7 separate regions of the Mus musculus genome follow, and regions 1, 3, 4, 5, 6 and 7 are each linked to region 2. Evidence: chromatin contacts called from public promoter capture Hi-C data. All regions are on one chromosome and are shown on one strand. The core of a region is the stretch at or near the end of the contact, and the rest is flanking DNA. Distances in the headings are between cores, read along the strand shown.

Region 1 (2,700 bases), core at 129-2,628, 2.7 Mb after region 2:
GTGCAGCCAAGACAGGCCTTGAGCTACTGATTCCTCTGCCTCCCTTCCTAAATGCTGGGGTTATAATCTGTGGCCCCACCCCTACTGGCTCTTATTCTTGTATGAACTTGTGCAAGAGATGTATGTCCCCTTTGGGTCTCAGTTTCATCATGGGAAAGGAAGAGAGTTGTGGCTGGAAAGCTTTAGTAATATTTTATCAAGACTTCAAGTATTTAGGGCTAACAGGTTTAATACTTGGGATAACCTTAAGAGGCAGGTATAGTCATTTTCCAGAAAAAGGCATGAGGTTTCTAAAGCCAGCACCTAAGAATACTGAGCCTGGAAATGGTAGGACTGGGCCAGAAACCTATCATTCTCTTCATAGTCAGTCTATATCCCCAAGTCACCTTTCCCCTTTAGACCTTAATTTTCCTCTCTCCCTGGTCAAAGTCAACACATATCCCTTTCTCATGTGTTGGTCTGCAGAGATATTCATTCTCTGAGTCCTTTGGGTATGGAGAGGGTTGGGAGAGAGAGCAAGGCTCAACCTAGCCTCTAATTCTATATCCTATGTCTCAGAAGAGCTGGGGATATAGAATGGAGATGGCATGGGGGTCCAGAAGAGATAGACCACAATGGATTACTGATGGAATATTTACTGAGATTCTATAAGATGTCAAACCTTGTTATGGGGTGGGAGGTGGGGCTGGAACAGAAAATAAGACAAAAATCCCTGTTCTCAGTTTATAATCTACCAAAGGGAGGAGAGACACAACAAAGCAATACACATCAACAGAAACAGATATTTGACAGTGGTGGGTGAACAGTGGCGGTGGCTACCCAGAAGCCTTAAGAGAAGATATTTTGGGTTTGGTTTCCTGCCAAAGCATCAAAAATAAACCATACACCCAAATACAAACGCGCGCGCGCGCACACACACACACACACACACACACACACACACACACGCAAGCACAAAGGAGAGAAGCCACCGACTCACAGGGAAGAAATAGCTTGTAAGAAAAAAGAAAATTAAATGAAGTAACGTGTAGGTGAAAAGGCCAGTCAATGGTATTGGATTCATTTAGTACAGAAGCTTTTATTGTATCCCCACGTGCAACCACGAGCATGGAAAACGCAGTGACATGGTGCATGTATAATCCATCTTCCACCAGTATGCAAGAAGCAGGTGAAAACTTAACTCCTACTCATAGTAGTTATGAACGTGCCTTGGATCACTTGGTCCGGGGCTTATCCAGCCTCTATGGTCTCGATCTCTCCTCCGGACGCCAGGGTGCGCTGCGCCGCTCCTTAGCTGCATGGCGTCTCGATCTTCCGATCTTCCCTTCTCGCTGCGCAGCGCTTCCGGTAGCGGGCGGAAACCCGGGCTGGTGGCTGCCGACGCCGGGGTCCCGAGGCATGGTGGGGGCGGGGCCGGGGGAGGTGTGCGCGGAGCAGGCTAGGGCGACCCTTGCCCTGGCCCCATGAGCCAGGACTCGACAGGTGAGGACTTGCCCTTTGCGGCCCGCGAGAGCTCCGCGGCGGGCTCCTCCCCGCATGCTCGCCGGGTCTCAGGAGCTCCGGCCCCCGGCTTTGCCCGGGGAGGCCCCGCCCTGGGCTTTTCTTTCCGGGGGCGACCATGGGCATGTGTGTCTGCCTCTTGGCATCCTTTTCTTGTTTTGGAAGCAGTCGCCAAGAGTGTGGGGACATGTGCACTTGCTCCAACGAGGAATAAACCTTGCGTTCACACAATTAGTGACCCGCTTTAGCCAGGCTTTCGTTTCAGACCGCACCGCACCAAAGCGTCTACCATGTGCCAGCCCCAGGGCTGGAAGAGTATACCGCGGTGACCGAAGTAGACCTGGTTACTTCCATTAGAGAGGGTACAGTTCAACGAGGAGACTCAAACATTAAACACAACCATGCAAGCGACCGTGTAAATTAAAAAAAAAAAATGTGACAGATGACTAGAGAAAGAAACAAGAAAAAGATGAGTCCTTTAGGTGGGGTGGTCAGAAAGACTTCCCCAAAACTTGACACTACTAACGTTGCAACGAGAGAATTTATGGCGTGGACCGGAGAGAATGTCTTCCGGAAAATGAAAGTTCCCCTGTGGTTACCCACGTTAGCCAAGAAGATGGCTTGAGGTATGCCCACCGTTTAAGAAGGAAGCTTGCTACGTGTTAAGCACTGTGGTGGGCATACAACAGATAAGTGTATACTTGACCCAGAGAGATCACCATAAATATACACATTAGTAAAATACAGAGAGTTGCAATTGAGTGGCTAGTGTGTTGGAATCTATGTCTCACTAAGTGAAGGAAGGCCTTCAAAGACAGGATGATGAGGCTGATATTGGAGACAGTTCTCAAAGGTGAAGAATTTAGTGTCTACAAAAGACCAGATAGTAGAGTTCAGTGTGTGGTCTGTTGCAGTCACTCTGCTCTTTTCCTAGGGCTAAAGTGGCTCTAGGCAATATGCAAATGAGCGAGTGGCTTTCAGGGAAGGGTTCCTTCCAAAAAACAACCAGAGGTGGTAGTTTAGAGACCTGACTCCCTCTGGTCTGGCGGCTCTGCAAGCCTTTTAGATCTTTATCCAATGGATGTAGCTTGTATGAGGATAAGCTTGAAACAAAAGGATTGCAAAACAATACCCTGACTATGTGTTGTAAGGGTTTTGTTTGTTTTGTGGTCCTGGGGAATCTGTTATGCTGCTCTTTAT
Region 2 (2,700 bases), core at 58-2,557:
TAAGACCCCCAGGGTTTTCTATGCAATAACAGGCAATAGGTAAGGAAGATTCCCATGTTTGCCTTCTGTTGCTACACAGTACACCGGGAACGGCAGACACGGCAAACTCATCTCCATCGAGAGCAGCACTTCTCAACCTTCCCAATGCTGTGACTTTAATACCCTCATGTTGTGGTGACCCCAACATACAATTATTTTTGTTGCTACTTCATAACTGTAATTTTGCTACTGTTTTGAATTGTAATGTAATGTCTGTATTTCCAGTGGTCTTAGGTGACCCCTTAGGTGAAAGGGTCATTTGATCCCAAAGGGGTTGTGACCCACGGTTGTGACCCACTGATCTACAGGGTCAAACATGTTGATGGCTGACGAATGACTTTCCTTTGGTGGACTCACACCTTATCTAAGCTTTATATATATGTATGTTCGTGTCTTTGTGAGTGAATGACATATGTGTGTGGTGCTCAAGGAGGCCAGAATAGTGTGTTGGACTCCTTGGGTCCTGAGGTACAAGTGATTTGATATAGGTGCTGGGAACCAAACTCAGAGCCTCTGGAAGTGCCACAAATGCTCTTAACTACTAAGCCATCAGGCTAGTATCTAAGTGCACCTCACTACTGTCTTCACTCCTTCAATTTTCCAACCTCCTACCCATCCACGCACACCATCAGAAAGCAATATAAAAACTCCTTTGTACAAGAATTCTATGGGATTTTAGAATCTGTCCTCAACAAACCATGCAACTTTCCACCGCCTCCTTGCTGCCCTTTTCTAACATTAAATGCCTTTGCTGACACATTCAAGAAACTTAAAAATCACCCACTGCGTGTGCATGTGCTCACGGGCGCTAAAATTACTGCAACAGGTGATTCCTCCCTCAGGCAAGAGTCATCGATTCGGAATGCCTGGATTTACAGAGCCAATATTCAACAGCTCTGTGCATGTGAATATGTGTTTGTATGTGTGCATGTATGTACGTACGTATGTGTGTGTGCTTAATTTAACTTCAGTCTGTGTGACCGCGTATTTCTCCTTCCATATCTACCCACCATTCCGTGGGCTAGCAACCCTCTTTGAAAAAGATGGAGAAAAAACAAACACAGAGAAGGAAGATCGATAGCCGGGCAGCTTACCCATCTCTTCTCCCATTCCTGGGACGCCTGCCACGTCAGCCACTTACCTGGACACCATAGTCACCCGCCGCACAAGGTGGCCAAATACTGGGTCAACTTGGCGAGACAAAAGCCGCTAGCATCAGGTGTCAGGCTCTCGGTCATAATTTCTCCCTCCTTCCGGTGGAAAATGAGTCCACTTCCGGCTTCTTAGCCGTAGGGAGGAAGTTCCACGTCAGGCACCGCGCGGCGCGGCTGGGCTTGGCTCTTCCCAGTGCGCATGCTCAGAGCGAGTCCTCTGCTGCTTAGCGTCTAGCTGCGTGGCGTCTGGATCGTGGGAGACTCGGGGGCCGGCTTGTAGCTCCTGGGTGGGTGTGGAGAGCTGCCGCATTGTTTTGAGTATGCTATTCTCTGCTCCCCTGGCAGGCGGCATCCTGGGGACTGAAGTACGCCGTCCCGCCCCTGCGACACTCCTCTGCGTTCTTGTGCTACCCAGCCCTGGCTGTTAAGCTTCTCAGTGTTCTTCATTCTTGCCACCCTGCTTATAGAGAGCAAAGCGTGCACTGCACCTCAGTAACCTTTACTCAGTCGCTCTCTTGACTCCCCCTGGTTGCAAGCCCATGCATATTCATCCAGGAAAGGACCAAGAGCTTCCTAGCCTTGATCATGGGTCTAGGAAGATAAGTAAAATCACTTTTGGATAAATTTCCTGAGGATAGACCTCAAATGTTGAGAGACTAAAACAAAAGACATTTGACATTTGCGCCTTGGTAGAGGTAGGCTTCCTCTGTCATTTTGAATATGATATCTTTGCCTTACTTAGTTTCTGGTGATCGCTAAAAATCCTGTGTGTGCTTTGACTTGAGGCAGCATGGCCCTACTCTGTTGTCAAACTTTGTTCTCCTTATTTCTGCTTATTGCTGTGTTTTACAAGGACATCCATCCTGTTGGATTAAAAAGCCCAGCTTATTCCAGTTCACATTGTGAGGCTGCAGAAAAGACTTAAGATTTCAGGGGCGGCAATTACTGAGCACCCTAGTAAGCTGCCAGAGTTCTCCAGGAATGTGCAAACCAAATGCTAAAGTAAACTAAAAGTAAGCAGGTTTAGAACAATGAGTTCAGAGTTCATTTGGATGCTGCGAGTTTGAGGTCAGAATTTGAAGCAAAAAGAACAAAATAAGAAACATAGGTGTAATGAAAGGACCTTACATGCAGTCCAAACATACAAGGCTTTTGGATTTAATATACAAAATCAGGAGCAAAAATGTTACCTTGTTTATCAGCTTGAGCCAAATCTACTTCATTTCTCTTACTCATTTAAGATGTAACTTTTCTGGGCATGGTAGCACACTACTTTAATACCAGCCTTCAGGGTTCAACACCAGACTGGTCTACGTGGAGAGTTCCAAGCCAGCCAGAGCTATACAGTGAGAAGCAGAAAGGAGAAGGAGGAGGAAGGAAGGAAGGACGGACAGAGAGCCAGGGCTACAGAGTGAGACCATTACACTCACTTTCTAGGCTTGGCCTGTGCTTTTCTCACCCTGGCATAGGTACACACGGGCATAGGCACACACTGGGCATAGGCACA
Region 3 (2,700 bases), core at 76-2,575, 2.6 Mb after region 2:
CCTACCTAGATGCTGCCATGCTCCCACCATGATAATGGACTGAACCTCAGAACCTGTAAGCCAGCCCCAATTAAATGTTGTCCTTGTAACAGTTGCCTTGGTCACGGTGTCTGTTCACAGCAGTAAACCCCTAATCAAGACACAGGGTAAGTAGCAGTAAGATAGGAGGAAAGACCAGTCCTGTGTTTGCTGATGCCAGCATGTGTGTGAGTAAAGGTCCACTTAGCCAGGGGGAGGCCCAGTGACCCATGCTGACTCAATGGCTCTCAGCTTGCTCGTTCACTCTCCAAATAGCACCCCCTCTTTTAAAAACAGGTTGTCAGCAACCTCCTCATTTCCACAAACCACACCTCAAAGGGAGAAAATCTGGCTAAGAAGACCTGTGCTAACCCTGCTGATCATAGACTTTCCTGTCCCTGCCGGCAAGGTCTGAAAGAAGCTAAAATCAGGTCCCCTTGAGAAAAAGTCTCTGTACTTTTGTATTTGTGTTAAGAGATAAAAAGCAGCCATTTCCTATAGTCCCTCACCCTGTGAACATGTCAGAACCAACAATTACAAAGAGAACGTCCACAGCCTGCAGCCCTGAATGGAGCTCAGCTTAGTTGGAGAGAAGAGGACACAGTCCTTTCAACAAGGCCACGTACAAATATTCCATATCTTAACTCTGGTCAGTATGGTAGGCACGTGGCCTTCAAGTGAGGGTCCCTGACCCAAGAGGATTCCAGATGAGAAGGCTCCCAAGAAGCTACAAAGCCAGAAACGTCACTGTCATAAGGGCCCCACCTGCCATGCCCTGCCTGCCATGCCCAGGTCTCTGTCTGTCTGTCGAGACCCTGTTCTAGCACAAAGTAACCGGATGGCATCAACCGTTCTAGGTAGAAGGCAAAGTTTGGGGATTAGGACCCGAGATCCCACCCTCAAGTCACGATTGCGATAATCATCCCAGTTTGAGAAAGGGTGGCGCAATAAAGGTCCCCGATGCTGCCCAAAAGCTTACCAGACCAATTTTAAACAAAACAAAACAAAAGTACGAGGACAGTCCGCGCTCACCAGCTGAGGCGTCCAGAGGACGCTCAACGTCCGCGCCGTCCCCTGAGGCCCACCGGCCCCGAGTCCGGCCAGGACCACGTGAGGCCGCGCCCCGGCCTAGTTGCAAACCAACCCGTCCCGAGAGCCACAGGCGGCTGGCGACAGAAACGGGCGGCCCGGGACTCCCTGTGGCCGTCCCCTAGCTCACCTGAAAACCCGGCCGCGCTTTCCCAGGTTTCACGTGGAACCCTTGCCGGGTGCGGAAGCTCCTTGCCCGGACAAGCCCGGCTTCGGCTACCTGTCTATTGGTTCTCTGGGGCGTAGCGCCCGCCTAAGGACTCTTCTGATTGGTTGATCCTGCTCCTCCTCAGTAAGTGTGCCAACTGGAAGGGGTGGGGCTACCGAAGGAAGAGGGCGTGGCCTGCGCCGGGATAGGGCAGCGTTTAGGAGGTTAGCATAAAACCGAATGGAACGTCCGGTTTCTGACCCGACGCCTAGTGAACCGCAACCTTCAAAGACTTAAAGCCTCAAAGAGCACATCCCGATCTGCCTCGGGGAACTGCAGCCCCTCCAGGCTTGGGGTTGTGAGAAGTCCGTGAAATAATACAGTATTCGTTAAACTTGGGGGAAAAAAAATCAGGTTTGCTTCTTCTGCACTGCTTTTTCAATATTTATTTGATTTGGGTTTTTTGTTTGTTTATTTTTTGTTTTGTTTTTTGAGACAGGATCTCAAGCTGTCCTCTCATTTTCTTTTTTTTTTTTTTCTAGTGTCAAGTTCACATAATGTCCTCGCTTTTTCTGTGTTAGCTGTGAATGAGCCTCTTGCCTCTGCCACCCTAGTGCTGGGATCACGCGTTTTGCCACCACACTCATCTTAAGTATTCCTTTGTGATTTTTTTTTTTTAGGAATGGGAGAGTTGCTCAGCGGTAAAAAAGGTGCTTGCTCTCTCTGTAATCCTGACAATCTGAATTTGATCCCTGAACCTTCTTAGCCTAGGCAGCTCTGGGCGTGGTTGCACACACCTTTGATCCCAGCACTCCGGAGGCAGAGGCGGGTAGATCTCCGAGTTCCAGGACAGACTGGTGTACAGAGCAAGTTCCAAGATAGCCAAAGCTACGCAGAGGAGAGAGGTAGAGAGGGGGAGAGGGAGAGACAGAGGAAGAAGAAGACGGAGGGAGGGCAGGCGAGCCAGATGCAGTGGTATTTATCTGTGACCTCAGTAACTCCTACAGTTAGATGATATATGGAGACAGAAAAACTAACTGGAGCTCTCTGGCCAGCTAGGGTAGGCAGAAACGAGATACCCCAATCAACAAGAAACTCCCTGAGCCAGGCGGTGGTGGCCCACGCCTTTAATCCCAGCACATGGGAGGCAGAGGCAGGCAGATTCTGAATTCGAGGCCAGCCTGGTCTACAGAGTGAGTTCCAGGACAGCCAGGGCTACATAGAAAAACCCTGTCTCGAAAAACCAAAAAAAAAGAAAGAAAGAAAGAAAGAAAGAAAGTCCCTGAAGTTGTCCTTTAGCCTGCATATGTGTGTTCAGCCCCTGCCCCTCCATGCACACACACACTTACACACAAAACAGGTTTTTAAAAGTAAGTTTAAAAAGGGAAAGCCGGAGGAGCTCATGGGCCCCAGAAGCAAATCTACTATTTTGCTAAACTGACAGC
Region 4 (2,700 bases), core at 43-2,542, 2.4 Mb before region 2:
TTCTTTCCAGAATCTCACAGTGGAGCCCAAACCAGTTTGAAATTTACTATGTAGCCCAGGTTTAACTAAGGCTAGCCTCCTCCACTAGTCTCTTAAGTGCTGGAATTACAACCTTGCACTACCATGGCCCCACTACTCCAATTCTTCTGTTGGGTACAGAGAACAACAACAGGAGTCCCCCCTTTTTAAGTCAAATCCAACAGGTGGATATTTTAAATGTATGCCCAAAAGTCTTACCTCCTTCCAACAATATAGTTAGCCACAAGTTAAAAAAAAAATCAGCATTGGAAACAAACTCTGAAAAGTTCTCTGGCAGAGAACCTTACACAGTGAATATAGCTATGTGTGTGATTCCTTTCCATCAGCTGTGCCAATCAAATACGACAGTACAATCAAGGGCTGCAGTGTACTTTTGATCAGGAATCCCTCCTTAGAACCTTTTGCATACCCCAAATGCAATCAAGTAACAGACCAGAATTCGGCCTCTCACAAAACAAGTCCACTACTCCCATCAATGAAAAACCTGAGTTGCATATGAGATATGCCTTAGTTCCCTTTACCAGTAAAATAAACCCACCCAAGAAATTACAAAAGCCCCAGCAGGAATATACACCAAAAGAAGTCGGAAACCCTCTATATTTGGAAAGATCTCTATCAAAGCTAAAAAAAAGTTGAGAGACCACCTTTAGAACCCATTCACTCCAGAACAGGAGGAGGAAGGAGGGAATGCTCTTCAGGAGCGCTCGCTCCCTGTTCGCGGCTCACAAACCACCAAGATCAATGTAGAGACCCCTGCGACATAGCAAGGAAAGTAGGGCTTGACTGGTGAGAGTCCAAGTGCTGACTGGAGTGGCTGAGGAGCCATGATAGCGAAAGACACTGGGCGAGAGGCCTGAGCCGTGGTGGAATGAAGAGAGACGCGGGAGTCAACGGGTACTGGGAGACATTTCAAGAAAGACCCTCAGAGGGCAGCGAGCGGGATCAGGGGACAAAAGTCAGAAGGTCAAATGTCCGAGAGGGTAAGGGTTAGGAGAAAAGGGATCTGTATGGGAGATGCTCAGAAGTGTGCAGGCGACACAGACCTCCCACTGCTCCAGAAGTCGCGCCATGTCGGCATCGTTGTAATCGCGGATGTCCTTCTTTTTCCGTGGAGGTGGGGTGGCCTCGCCCGGAGTGTCCGCCGCGTAGGCATTAGGAGGAGGGAGCAACAGAAGGTCCGAGGCACACAGAAACAGTAGAACCGCGCGCAGCCACCTGGAGGCAGCCATGTTAGCAGCCTAGCGTAACGGACTGCCCAGCGTAAGGCACAATGAGCCTGCGCAGACAGCGTGCGGAGTCCGGACGCCGGGGCCTCGCCCCCACCCCGCCCCCGGCCTTCCAATCCAGTCCCTAAGCGTGTTCTGCGCAGAACTAAACCCAGTACTTGACCCCGTCCCACCCTCGCGGACTCAAGTCCCAATGGCTCCGCCTCCGAGGAGTCCGTAGCCTACCGCACCCCGCCTCGTTCTGGTTCCTCCTGTCCGGACCTCATCCGGTAGCTCCGACCCCCTTGGCTCCGCCCACAACTGCATTCCCTTGGGGCTCCCAACCTCAGGCTCCTCCCCGTCATCGAGCCTTTCACCACTTGACTCCACCCCTCAGCCACGGTCTCCTGACTCCGCCCCTAGGGTACCGCCTCCTCACCAGACTCCGCCCCATAGCTCTGGGAGCTCACCTGGCTGGGGACCAAGGGTTCTTCCTCCTGGTTCCTCCCCTTGCCAGGCTCCGCCCCGCGAGCTCCGCCCCTTGGCCTGGCCAAACAATCTACTCTAGCTGGGTCCTGCCCAACTGTGCTTTCTCCACTATTTGGGGGTTTTGTTAGAAGTCAGCCCTTTTGTCTCTCATTCTCTAGCCAGGGTCTGAAAGTTCCCTCAGGGTTTCAGTGACAGAGTCCTCGAAGCCTATGAAATGAATGAGTTGGAAGATATGCAAACTACCTTGACCCTGAGGCCCTTTTCAGGGTGTTGACATTCAACTACGCTCCCTAGTAATTTCTAGCAAGAACAAACCGCCTGCTGAAAAGCTAAGGACAGCTAGGGCAACTTTTCTCGAAGACTGTAATTATAGGGTCTATTGTTATTCTGCTCCACGGATGATTTTCGACCCACCATTCTTTCAATATCACTGTCAATTAAACTGGAAAAAAAAACCCATTTAATTGATAACCATTTTTATTGTTTAAAATAGTTCCTGTCTCTTCTGATTTTCATCTACCACTGTGGCTTTAACCTATAGGACAAAACCACCCTAATTTTATTTTCTATTTTACAAGATTTTGACCACTAAGATCTTCAAAATTAAAATACTTGGGGTCAGAGATACTTTAAAGTTTCCTAAGCTTTAAGTGGCAGATCTGATTTCTTTAAAATTTCAAATTATATCATAAGACATGAAACCTTGGTGTAGTTGGAAAATATTCAAAAACTATACCTTAAGTACTGACCCCAAAGTGCCACATAATGCATACAATTTATTTCTATATTTACAAATGTATCTCAAGAATGGGTTTTCAATGTTTATATCAGCATACTGTGTTAATTACTAAGCATACTTGGGTTCTTTTTTTTTTTTTTTTTTTTTTTTTTTTGGTTTTTGCGAGACAGGGTTTCTCTTTATAGCCCTGGCTGTCCTGGAACTCACTTTGTAGACCAGGCTGGCCTC
Region 5 (2,700 bases), core at 59-2,558, 2.6 Mb before region 2:
GTGGTACTGGTAAATCAATTTATATTAGGATGCTCAAAATTCTTTTTGTTTAAAAAATGTTGTAATCCTTCTTGGGACATTTATGAGGTCTGGAATGGTGACTGCCCACTGGGGCTCTGGTTGTATTCATTGCAGGTAGCCTAAAATGACCTCCTACCCCTGAAAGGAAAGCCTGGTGCCAAAGTCCAGAGGAGAGGCTCTGCCAACCGGACACCAGGGTTCACACGGTTTCAGAAGCCCTGAGAGTTATATTTGGAAAATCACTTAAAGCCTATAGCCAAGACAATAGTGGATTAAAATCGTTGTAACATGTCTTTCATGATTAAAAAGTCTGGCGCCAAAACAGTTCTAGAGAAACTAACATCAAAAAGGACAGATATGGAGTATCCAGTTGGCACCACAGGGGATGATGTAAGGGATGGGGGTGAGAGAGGACCGTGTTGACACCATTTGTTGTAAAACCAACAGGCTCTGCTGTAATTGTTATTACAGAAAGACCTGCGTAGCTGTACATACCCAACAGCCGCCTGCAACACGGGAACACGTACGAGATGGACCAGAGCATTTATGGTAGTGGCTGTTCAAGAAGTCTTGAATCTCAGCAAGTGGTGGTAGAGGCTAGAAGCATGTGAGTTCTAAACCAGTGTAGGCTAAACTGTCTCAAACAACCAAAAGAGAAAAAAATAGCATTGATTAGAGGAAAGCAAGGCATTTTTAATGTACTCAATTCTCTTTCTCAATAATTATCTTTTACATAAATTCCCAATAACTCCACCAGGACAGAAAGCTGGTTTTGGAGAACTGAATCCTAAAGTATCTGCACACCTACCTTTTCAATCCAGGATTGTCCCAACCGCTCTAATCTCTTCAGACCCCCGCCCCAATCGCGCTAAGCCCCGCCCCAGACTCCAGAGCCTCGCTTCGGACCGGGGAGTTTGTTCTAACGAGTAGCCCCGCCCAGATGCGCTAACTCCCGCCCAAGAGGCGGGAGCCCCGCCCAGCCCGGGGAGTCCTGCTTCAGACTGGGGCGTCCGTTCCGATGGGTAGCCCCGCCCGCCTGTGGGGGCGCGCGGCGCGGTAACCCGGAAGTGGCAGTAGCGTGCGGGGGCGGGGCGGCGCGCTGGAGCGGGCCATGGCCGCCGCCGCCGCGGGCTTTGTGTGCCGCGCGCGAGCCCCGGCCGTCCGCACCTCGCCGGGGCTGCGGGGCTGCCGCTGACCCGCCCCGCTCGCCGCGCCGCGCCCGCCTGGCCCCGCCCCTGGCCTCTCCGCCTTCTCGGCCGGCCTCCAGTTCTCGGCGCTCTCCCTCTGCGCTCCCTGCGCTTCCCTCCCGCCCGCGGCGGGCGCCAGGCCGCCCCGATGCCCGAGCCCGGCCCCAGGATGAACGGCTTCTCGCTCGGCGAGCTGTGCTGGCTCTTCTGCTGCCCTCCTTGTCCGAGCCGCATCGCCGCCAAGCTGGCCTTCCTGCCGCCCGAACCCACCTACACGGTGCTGGCGCCCGAGCAGCGCGCGCCCGCTCCCGCGGCGACCCCCGCGCCCGCCCCGGCGGCGCAGCCCGCTCCGGCCGAGGAGGGTGCGGGCCCCGGCGCGTGCAGCCTGCACCTGAGCGAGCGCGCCGACTGGCAGTACTCGCAGCGCGAACTGGACGCCGTCGAGGTCTTCTTCTCGCGCACGGCCCGCGACAACCGGCTGGGCTGCATGTTCGTGCGCTGCGCGCCCTCCAGCCGCTACACGCTGCTCTTCTCGCACGGCAACGCCGTGGACTTGGGCCAGATGTGTAGCTTCTACATCGGCCTGGGCTCGCGCATCAACTGCAACATCTTCTCTTACGACTACTCGGGCTATGGTGTGAGCTCCGGCAAGCCCTCCGAAAAGAATCTCTACGCTGACATCGACGCCGCGTGGCAGGCACTGCGCACCCGGTGAGCCCCGAGCCACGGTTGGGGTGCGGGCTTGTGCTCCCGGATTGTTGCATTCGCTCGAGATTGCAACAGCCCTCGGGGATGGAGAGCTCAGACTTAAAGGGTCCTGCCTGCTTTTCACTGGCCCGCGCGGCCTGGAGTCTTTGTGGCTCCGGTTAAACGCACGTGGCCGCTGTGGGGGATGCCAATGTACCGGCCAAACCAACTTGGTTGGGCTTGAGTTGTGTCTTGAGCTACGCGCAGACCCCGAAGGTCTGGTAGAAGTGACCTTGGGGTTTTCAGAGCCCTTGACAGCTGGGGAGAGACGATGACCTCTAAAAGACTTTCCAAGTAGAAAGTGTCCCTGGGGCGATGCCTGTGCAGCCCTTAAGGCTGGGTCGGGTCGGGTGTGGGGAGGACTTTGCCTCCTGGTCCCGCAGAGTATGTGGCACTGGGAGATCAGGAAGTTAGCTGAAGAACCTTCCCTAAACACCACCAGTAGCGCAGAGTGTTATAGGCGTGAGGAAATCTCTTGACCTTGAGTTAGCGTTCATAAAACTGGAAAGTATTTATTCAGGGTCTTTTATATGCTAAGCACAAATTGTTATATTCTGAGGACAGACCAGGTTGGGGGGGGGGGGAACTAACTTAAGTTTTACTCTGAACTTAGACATTTGGTTTGCGGGAAAGTCAAGTGACCTGACCAGTTTTGGTGCTTGTGACCTTCCCATGCAATCCCCATAGCACAGGTGGCAACCGTACCTGAGGTCCTGTGTGTAATGAGCTTGGATTTCGTTAGAGG
Region 6 (2,700 bases), core at 133-2,632, 2.4 Mb after region 2:
TATTATCATTATTACCATCATTATCATTAGTGTGTATGTGTGTGGTCACACATGTGACACTGGGTGGGTGCGTGGGTCAGAGGTCAGCTTTGTGGACTTGGGCTCTCTGCTTCTGTCTGCCTTCCTGATCGATTTGTGGGGATTGAGTTGAGGTAGCCGCACTCGCTCAGCAAATGCTTTACCCACTGAGCCATTTCTTTAGCCAGATCTATCTATCTTTCTATCTTTCTTTCTTTCTTTCTTTCTTTCTTTCTTTCTTTCTTTCTTTCTTTCTTTCTTTCTTTCCTTCTTTCCTTCTCTCTCTCTCTCTCTCTCTCTCTCTCTCTCTCTCTTTTTGTGATAGAATCTCATTCTGGTGGTTAGGGTAGCTGAAGATTCACCATGTTGTTCAAGCTAGCCTTGGACTTCCTTTAATAATCCAGTGTGCTGGCATTATAGGCTTGAACCACCACAGTGGCCAAAATCCTAAAATATTTCTAATTTGGGACTTTTACACAAGTTTGCCAATTCCTTTTTTTTTTTTTTTTTTTTTTGGCCTTTTCATGGTTTCTAAAGACGTTATGTCATCCTGTAGTGTCATTTTGCACAGATGTCTATCTAATGGAATGGTTGTGCATCTCTAAGCATTACTGCTAGGTCTTAAGGCGTTGATATGTGACATTTTGAAAGACATTACCAAATAAAGAAGCTGAGCTGGCGTATACTCTGTCCAAGGTCCGCGTGCCTCAGCCTGTTTGCCCCACAGCCTCTGCTGTTAACAGCCTGACACTTGCCGATCTGATAAAGGAGGAAACACTGTACTCATTGTAGCCTGAATTTGCTGTTCTCTGATTACAGATAAGAATTAGCATTTAAACTCTAAACAGTTATTTTTAATTAACTAAACAACAAATAATCAATAAACTCACACATTTAGGAAACAGGGTCCCATTCTATAGCCCAGACTAGTCTGGAACTCAATATGGATGGAGCCCACTCTGGGGATCCGATCTGGAACTGTCTGATCCTCCTGATTCAGCTTCCTAACAGTTGGGAGTACAAGCGTGAGCCACCACCACTCCTGGATTATTTTATTTTATTTATCTTTGCTGGGTTGGGGATCGAATCTAGGGTCTCCAGCATGCTTAGGAAAGCACTCCATTATCCAGCCACTTGTTAAAATTCCTCCTGAGCAATTTCCCCCTGTCCAGTCTATTCAGGAAGCCGGGGCCTGGCCTCAGGCTGAGGACTGGCAGCGGCATCAGGGCGTGGCTCGCCGGGAGGCTGAGGCACTGGACCCCCCACTTCAGCCCTCCCTCTTCCCACTGTGGTCTCGGAGCTCCGCCCAGAGTCCGCCCGGGGCTGTACGGGGCGGAGCCCTTGGGCCAGTGGGCGGAGCTGAGGCGCCTGATTTATTCCGGAGTGAGAGGAGCGGACGCAGGAACTCTCGAGTCCCAGCATCAGAGCGCGTGGACCTTTTCCCGCGTCCCGCAGCATGCAGGTCTCCCGTGTGCTGGCCGCGCTGTGCGGCATGCTACTCTGCGCCTCTGGCCTCTTCGCCGCGTCTGGTGAGTCCCTCTGGCCTCGCCCCTGTTCTGCCCGCCGCTCGGAAGTTCTCAGCGACGCCCTCCCTCTACTCCTACTGTTGACAAACTTGAGCAGAGCCTGGAGGGGGACGCTCAGGGGTAGGAGAGGCGAACGTGCCTCTGTGCTCTCTGCCCTGGGGCCTTGGGGCTGTGATAAGTAGCTTTTGCACTGAGTGGTGACCCTGGACACCCGGTGACAGCCTGGCCTCCCCCCCCCCCCGGCCCCCTCAGGGATGTGACTTACACATAACAAAGGAATCCGCTGCGTCGTGCCTCTTTCTTTTTTACCGCGTCTGTAAAGTGAGGCCACCGAACTGTGTCTGCTTTCCAATCCAAACAATTTGGGAGAGTCTAGGACTCTTGTGCGGGTACAACTCAAGCTAACGTTACCTGAAACTCTGTCCTGAACCCGCCTGGTTAGAGAATCCAATGAACTTTTGTGTCCCACTTGTTGGTGTTTGATCAGATAAGGGAAGGAATGACAGAGGGGTCAGTGCGAGAGACTGGCTTGTAGGTGGGGCTGGTCTGGAACTTAGAAAAGGGCTTCCTGCCCCCGGCTGACCTTGGCCAGCTGCTTTATCTCCCCTAACCCTTCTCCTCCTCCTCCTCCTCCTCCTCCTCCTCCTCCTCTGCTCTGAGGTCCCCAGTAGACGTCTGGGCTTCTTGCGGGATGCTGCTGGAGAGAGTTCATCATGAAAAAGCAGTGCCCACGTGGGGCAGCCCCTAAATCCTTTCTCATAGAAACGGGACTGGCGGCGGGACTGGAGTGATCACAGGCAGGAGAGATCACAGCTGTGTTCTGTCGCCCAGCACAGGATCTGACCTCGGGGTTGGAGCTGAAGGCATTGGGTGCCCCAAGCTTCCACGACCTGGAAACTCCTGGTCTGTCCACTCAGCTGGAAAGATGCTTGGGTCTCCTCTGACCCTTTCCACCCCTCCTCTTTGCCCCCCCCCCCCCAACCTGCACCCTGGCCAAATGTTCCTGGAGACACTTCCCAGAGAAGGACCCTGAAATCCCATAGGATTTTTAGAGGAGCTGGCCTCTCCTGGTCTCATATGCAGGTGGCCAGCCTCAGTCCCAACGCCACTGCTTCTGGCCACCTTCCACTTTCTGATTTCCTCTCTGAACCCTTGG
Region 7 (2,700 bases), core at 37-2,536, 2.7 Mb after region 2:
CACTTCCACAGTCCACGGTACTTAGTCTTTCCTGAATTCCTCAAGTGTGCCTTACTCTCTTAAATGTCCAGCCAGTTCTTACCTCTATTATCCTTTTGATCAGATTATGGTTAATACATTTGCCTGTGTGTTGTTTTTGCAAGTTGTGTACTACTTCTGGGGAGACATAACCTATATTTCCTGTATTTATCCTGGTACTCAACAGGTAGTAGTAGCTTTTGTAACTGTTAAACAGATGTGAAGGTAAGTGAACATATATACCGCCTGCATATTAAGTATTTCTACTAGTGGGATGCTGCAGGATGCCAGGTCCCAGGGCTAGGCACGAAATTAAGAAAGGCACAATCTAGATGTGCAGTTAGTGTGGTTCTTCAAGACATTTTATGTTGGAGGCAGAGAAAGCTGCTAGTCGGATCTAAAGCTTATCTCACAAGGAAAAGAAAGCTGGTATTTATATACATTGGACACTTAGCTAACAGTTGCTAATTGAACAGCTACCTTATGCCCCTGCTCATCCCTCTATTTTCCCAACAACCCCTCTAAGCATTATCTCCACGTATAGTGTGCTGATTTGCACAAGCTCCCACAGATGGCAAATGACAGCCAGGAATTAACTTTTTCTATGATTTTGGACGGTGTCGGGCAGAAGTCACAGGATGCAACTTTCCAGAGCGCTGCATCCACTTACCCTCACCTGAAGCGACTTGGAGCCGCTTCCCTTTCAGTGTTCTGCCTGGCAGCTGAGTCTTCTAATCTCGGGGCTCCGGTGTGGATATTCTTAGCTGGGGCAATGCCCACAAACCTGGGGGGCAAAAAAAGAGAGAGAGAGAGAGAGTACGATGAGGGACTGGATTAACGGTATTTTGGGGGGTTCAAGTGGCACATAGGTCTGGAAGGAAGGTAGGCGGGCAGGCTCGAGAGTGACAGTGGGTTCGAAAGAGTAATCCTTACCTGGTCATTCCATGTCCAGCCCAGGACCGCAGGAGCCACGACCCGGAGTTTCTTAAAACCTGCATGACTGAAATTGACCCTCCGCGGCGCTTGGCTTAGCTCGAGCCAGCACCATGAGCCTCTGTGGGGGTGCTCACAGACAGGAAATCACCTGATTGCTCTTAAATAGTCCTGTAAGTATTTTTTCTTCAAATTTAAAGCTCTATAAAACCATTTATGTAGGAACTTTCCCCTTTCTAGTGGTCTAACACTAGAATTTCACCTACCTCCCCCAAAGGGAATGGTTCATTCCACTCGGTAAACCCGCCCCTCGCCGGCCCGCGTTGCCTCATGGGAACCTGGGGTTGGCTGAGGGCTCTGCCGGGCGCCGCGGTACCTTGTGGGAAGACAGAAAGATGGCGGCGCCCGTAGGGCGTACTCTTTTAGGGCTGGCTAGAGGCTGGCGGCAGCTTGACAGGTTCTGGGCAGGTAGTTCTCGTGGCTTGTCCCTTGAGGCTGCGTCCTCAAGCAGCCGGTCTCCATGGCGCTTGTCGGGCGCCTTGTGTCTGCAGCGGCCACCGCTGATCACCAAGGCGCTCACTCCATTGCAGGAAGAGATGGCGGGTCTATTACAGCAGGTAAGGCAGTCACGGGCTTCCTGGTGCGGCGGAGGGAAGCAACAGTATCAAGGAGGTCTTGATTTCCATGGAGACTCTGGTACTTCGTGTGACCTTGAGCAAACGTTTCATTTCTCGACCTTTAGTGACATCTGCAAGATGAAGTTACCGTACTGAGTTGGGTTAGGATATAGCAGGTGTTGAAAGAGTTTAGTTGGCTTGTTTTCTCTTGATCATTCGGTGTGGATAGCTTCCTTCTTGTTCATTCAATACTGTAGGGATCCGGGGGCAAACAGGAATCACTCCCTTTAACTTAGGAGCTCTCAGACTATAGAGAAGTGTTTGTGATGTTAGGACGAAAGTCGTGGTGACTGTGGGCACATCCTTAAGATAATGCGGTAAAGTTTGCTTTACCTCAGGGAGCAATTTCTGTGAAAGACAAAAAACCCAAGTGTTGTTGCTGTTGGGTCAGGAGATAGTGATGGAAGGTCTTCCGTATCCCTAGACTCCAAAAGGCTTTTGTCTGGAGAATACTAATGGAAACTCCCGTCAGTGCTTTTTGCTCAATGTATTCACTCACTTGACTTTTTTTTTTTTTTTTGGTAGTCCTTTTTCTTTCACCATAAAGGTATTCGTAGCCAATACTGTGCGTCTGTGTGCAAAGTGATAGGCAGTTGTGGATGTGACAGGCACATCGCTCTGCTTCGCAGAGAGTTTCCAGGTACTGGAATTAGGGATACAATCAGTAACCAGTCTTATGACTAATTATAGACTTTGGTAAGTGCTATTAAGGAAAACATAGAGTACTAGAAGAGTTTTACACAGGACCACATAGGTTTTATTTTCCTGAGAAGTATCCAGGAATATCTTTCTGAGAAAGAGGTATTTGAGTTGAAATAAGAAGGATGGATAGAAATCTGGAAGAAATGGCATGAGGAGAAAGAGAGACTAGGAAGAAGGATGTTGGAAAGTCTTCATGGCAGGAAAGTCCTTGAATAGATGCTGATCAGAGACGAGTAGACCTAGTGTGTGGGAAGTGGGTCTTCAGTGCCCTCTGTTCTCCTTGACAGTCTTAATGAAGTTCTCCTACTGCCTACTTACAATCCAGTGGGCTTTTTTTTTTTAAATCTGTATAGTGTTTCATTCTATTTCT

What was found. Promoter capture Hi-C pulls out the DNA fragments that hold promoters and counts their contacts. Capture Hi-C pulls out chosen DNA fragments and counts their contacts.
Region 1: a contact with region 2 is called in a promoter capture Hi-C map of pre-B cells, with 5 times the contacts expected there. The contact joins the promoter of Det1 here to the promoter of 2900076A07Rik in region 2. A contact is called at or near these places in 2 of 39 promoter capture datasets (neutrophils and pre-B cells) and 2 of 9 other capture datasets (adipose tissue and liver).
Region 3: a contact with region 2 is called in a promoter capture Hi-C map of adipose tissue, with 6 times the contacts expected there. The contact joins the promoter of Aen here to the promoter of 2900076A07Rik in region 2. A contact is called at or near these places in 1 of 39 promoter capture datasets (pre-B cells) and 2 of 9 other capture datasets (adipose tissue and liver).
Region 4: a contact with region 2 is called in a promoter capture Hi-C map of pre-B cells, with 4 times the contacts expected there. The contact joins the promoter of Mesd here to the promoter of 2900076A07Rik in region 2. A contact is called at or near these places in 1 of 39 promoter capture datasets (pre-B cells) and 2 of 484 Hi-C or Micro-C datasets (CD8 T cells and uterus).
Region 5: a promoter capture Hi-C map of liver shows a contact between it and region 2, with 4 times the contacts expected there. The contact joins the promoter of Abhd17c here to the promoter of 2900076A07Rik in region 2. A contact is called at or near these places in 3 of 39 promoter capture datasets (cranial neural crest, liver and neutrophils).
Region 6: a promoter capture Hi-C map of liver shows a contact between it and region 2, with 2.5 times the contacts expected there. The contact joins the promoter of Mfge8 here to the promoter of 2900076A07Rik in region 2. A contact is called at or near these places in 1 of 39 promoter capture datasets (pre-B cells) and 1 of 9 other capture datasets (liver).
Region 7: a contact with region 2 is called in a promoter capture Hi-C map of liver, with 6 times the contacts expected there. The contact joins the promoter of Mrpl46 here to the promoter of 2900076A07Rik in region 2. A contact is called at or near these places in 3 of 39 promoter capture datasets (liver, neutrophils and pre-B cells) and 2 of 9 other capture datasets (adipose tissue and liver).

What each region holds. Positions count from the first base shown.
Region 1 is chr7:78,845,889-78,848,588 of GRCm38.p6, reverse strand. It overlaps Det1 (de-etiolated homolog 1 (Arabidopsis)), which reads left to right and starts at 1,378. Exons shown (of 5, transcript NM_029585.3): 1 at 1,378-1,482.
Region 2 is chr7:81,522,157-81,524,856 of GRCm38.p6, reverse strand. It overlaps 2900076A07Rik (RIKEN cDNA 2900076A07 gene), which reads right to left and starts at 1,307. Exons shown (of 4, transcript NR_160675.1): 1 at 1,181-1,307.
Region 3 is chr7:78,894,552-78,897,251 of GRCm38.p6, reverse strand. It overlaps Aen (apoptosis enhancing nuclease), which reads right to left and starts at 1,325. Exons shown (of 4, transcript NM_026531.5): 1 at 1,238-1,325. It overlaps Gm39039 (a long non-coding RNA gene), which reads left to right and starts at 1,470. Exons shown (of 2, transcript XR_882236.1): 1 at 1,470-1,669.
Region 4 is chr7:83,890,858-83,893,557 of GRCm38.p6, reverse strand. It overlaps Mesd (mesoderm development LRP chaperone), which reads right to left and starts at 1,292. Exons shown (of 3, transcript NM_023403.4): 1 at 1,083-1,292. The coding sequence starts at 1,268.
Region 5 is chr7:84,150,501-84,153,200 of GRCm38.p6, reverse strand. It overlaps Abhd17c (abhydrolase domain containing 17C), which reads left to right and starts at 1,308. Exons shown (of 3, transcript NM_133722.2): 1 at 1,308-1,919. The coding sequence starts at 1,357. LOC117997403 (a long non-coding RNA gene) reads right to left here and starts at 1,061. Exons shown (of 3, transcript NR_169136.1): 1 at 830-1,061; 2 at 517-655.
Region 6 is chr7:79,147,742-79,150,441 of GRCm38.p6, reverse strand. Mfge8 (milk fat globule-EGF factor 8 protein) reads left to right here and starts at 1,382. Exons shown (of 9, transcript NM_001045489.1): 1 at 1,382-1,547. The coding sequence starts at 1,475.
Region 7 is chr7:78,781,675-78,784,374 of GRCm38.p6, reverse strand. It overlaps Mrpl46 (mitochondrial ribosomal protein L46), which reads left to right and starts at 1,286. Exons shown (of 4, transcript NM_023331.2): 1 at 1,286-1,568. The coding sequence starts at 1,347. Mrps11 (mitochondrial ribosomal protein S11) reads right to left here and starts at 1,244. Exons shown (of 6, transcript NM_026498.2): 1 at 952-1,244; 2 at 695-802. The coding sequence starts at 1,016.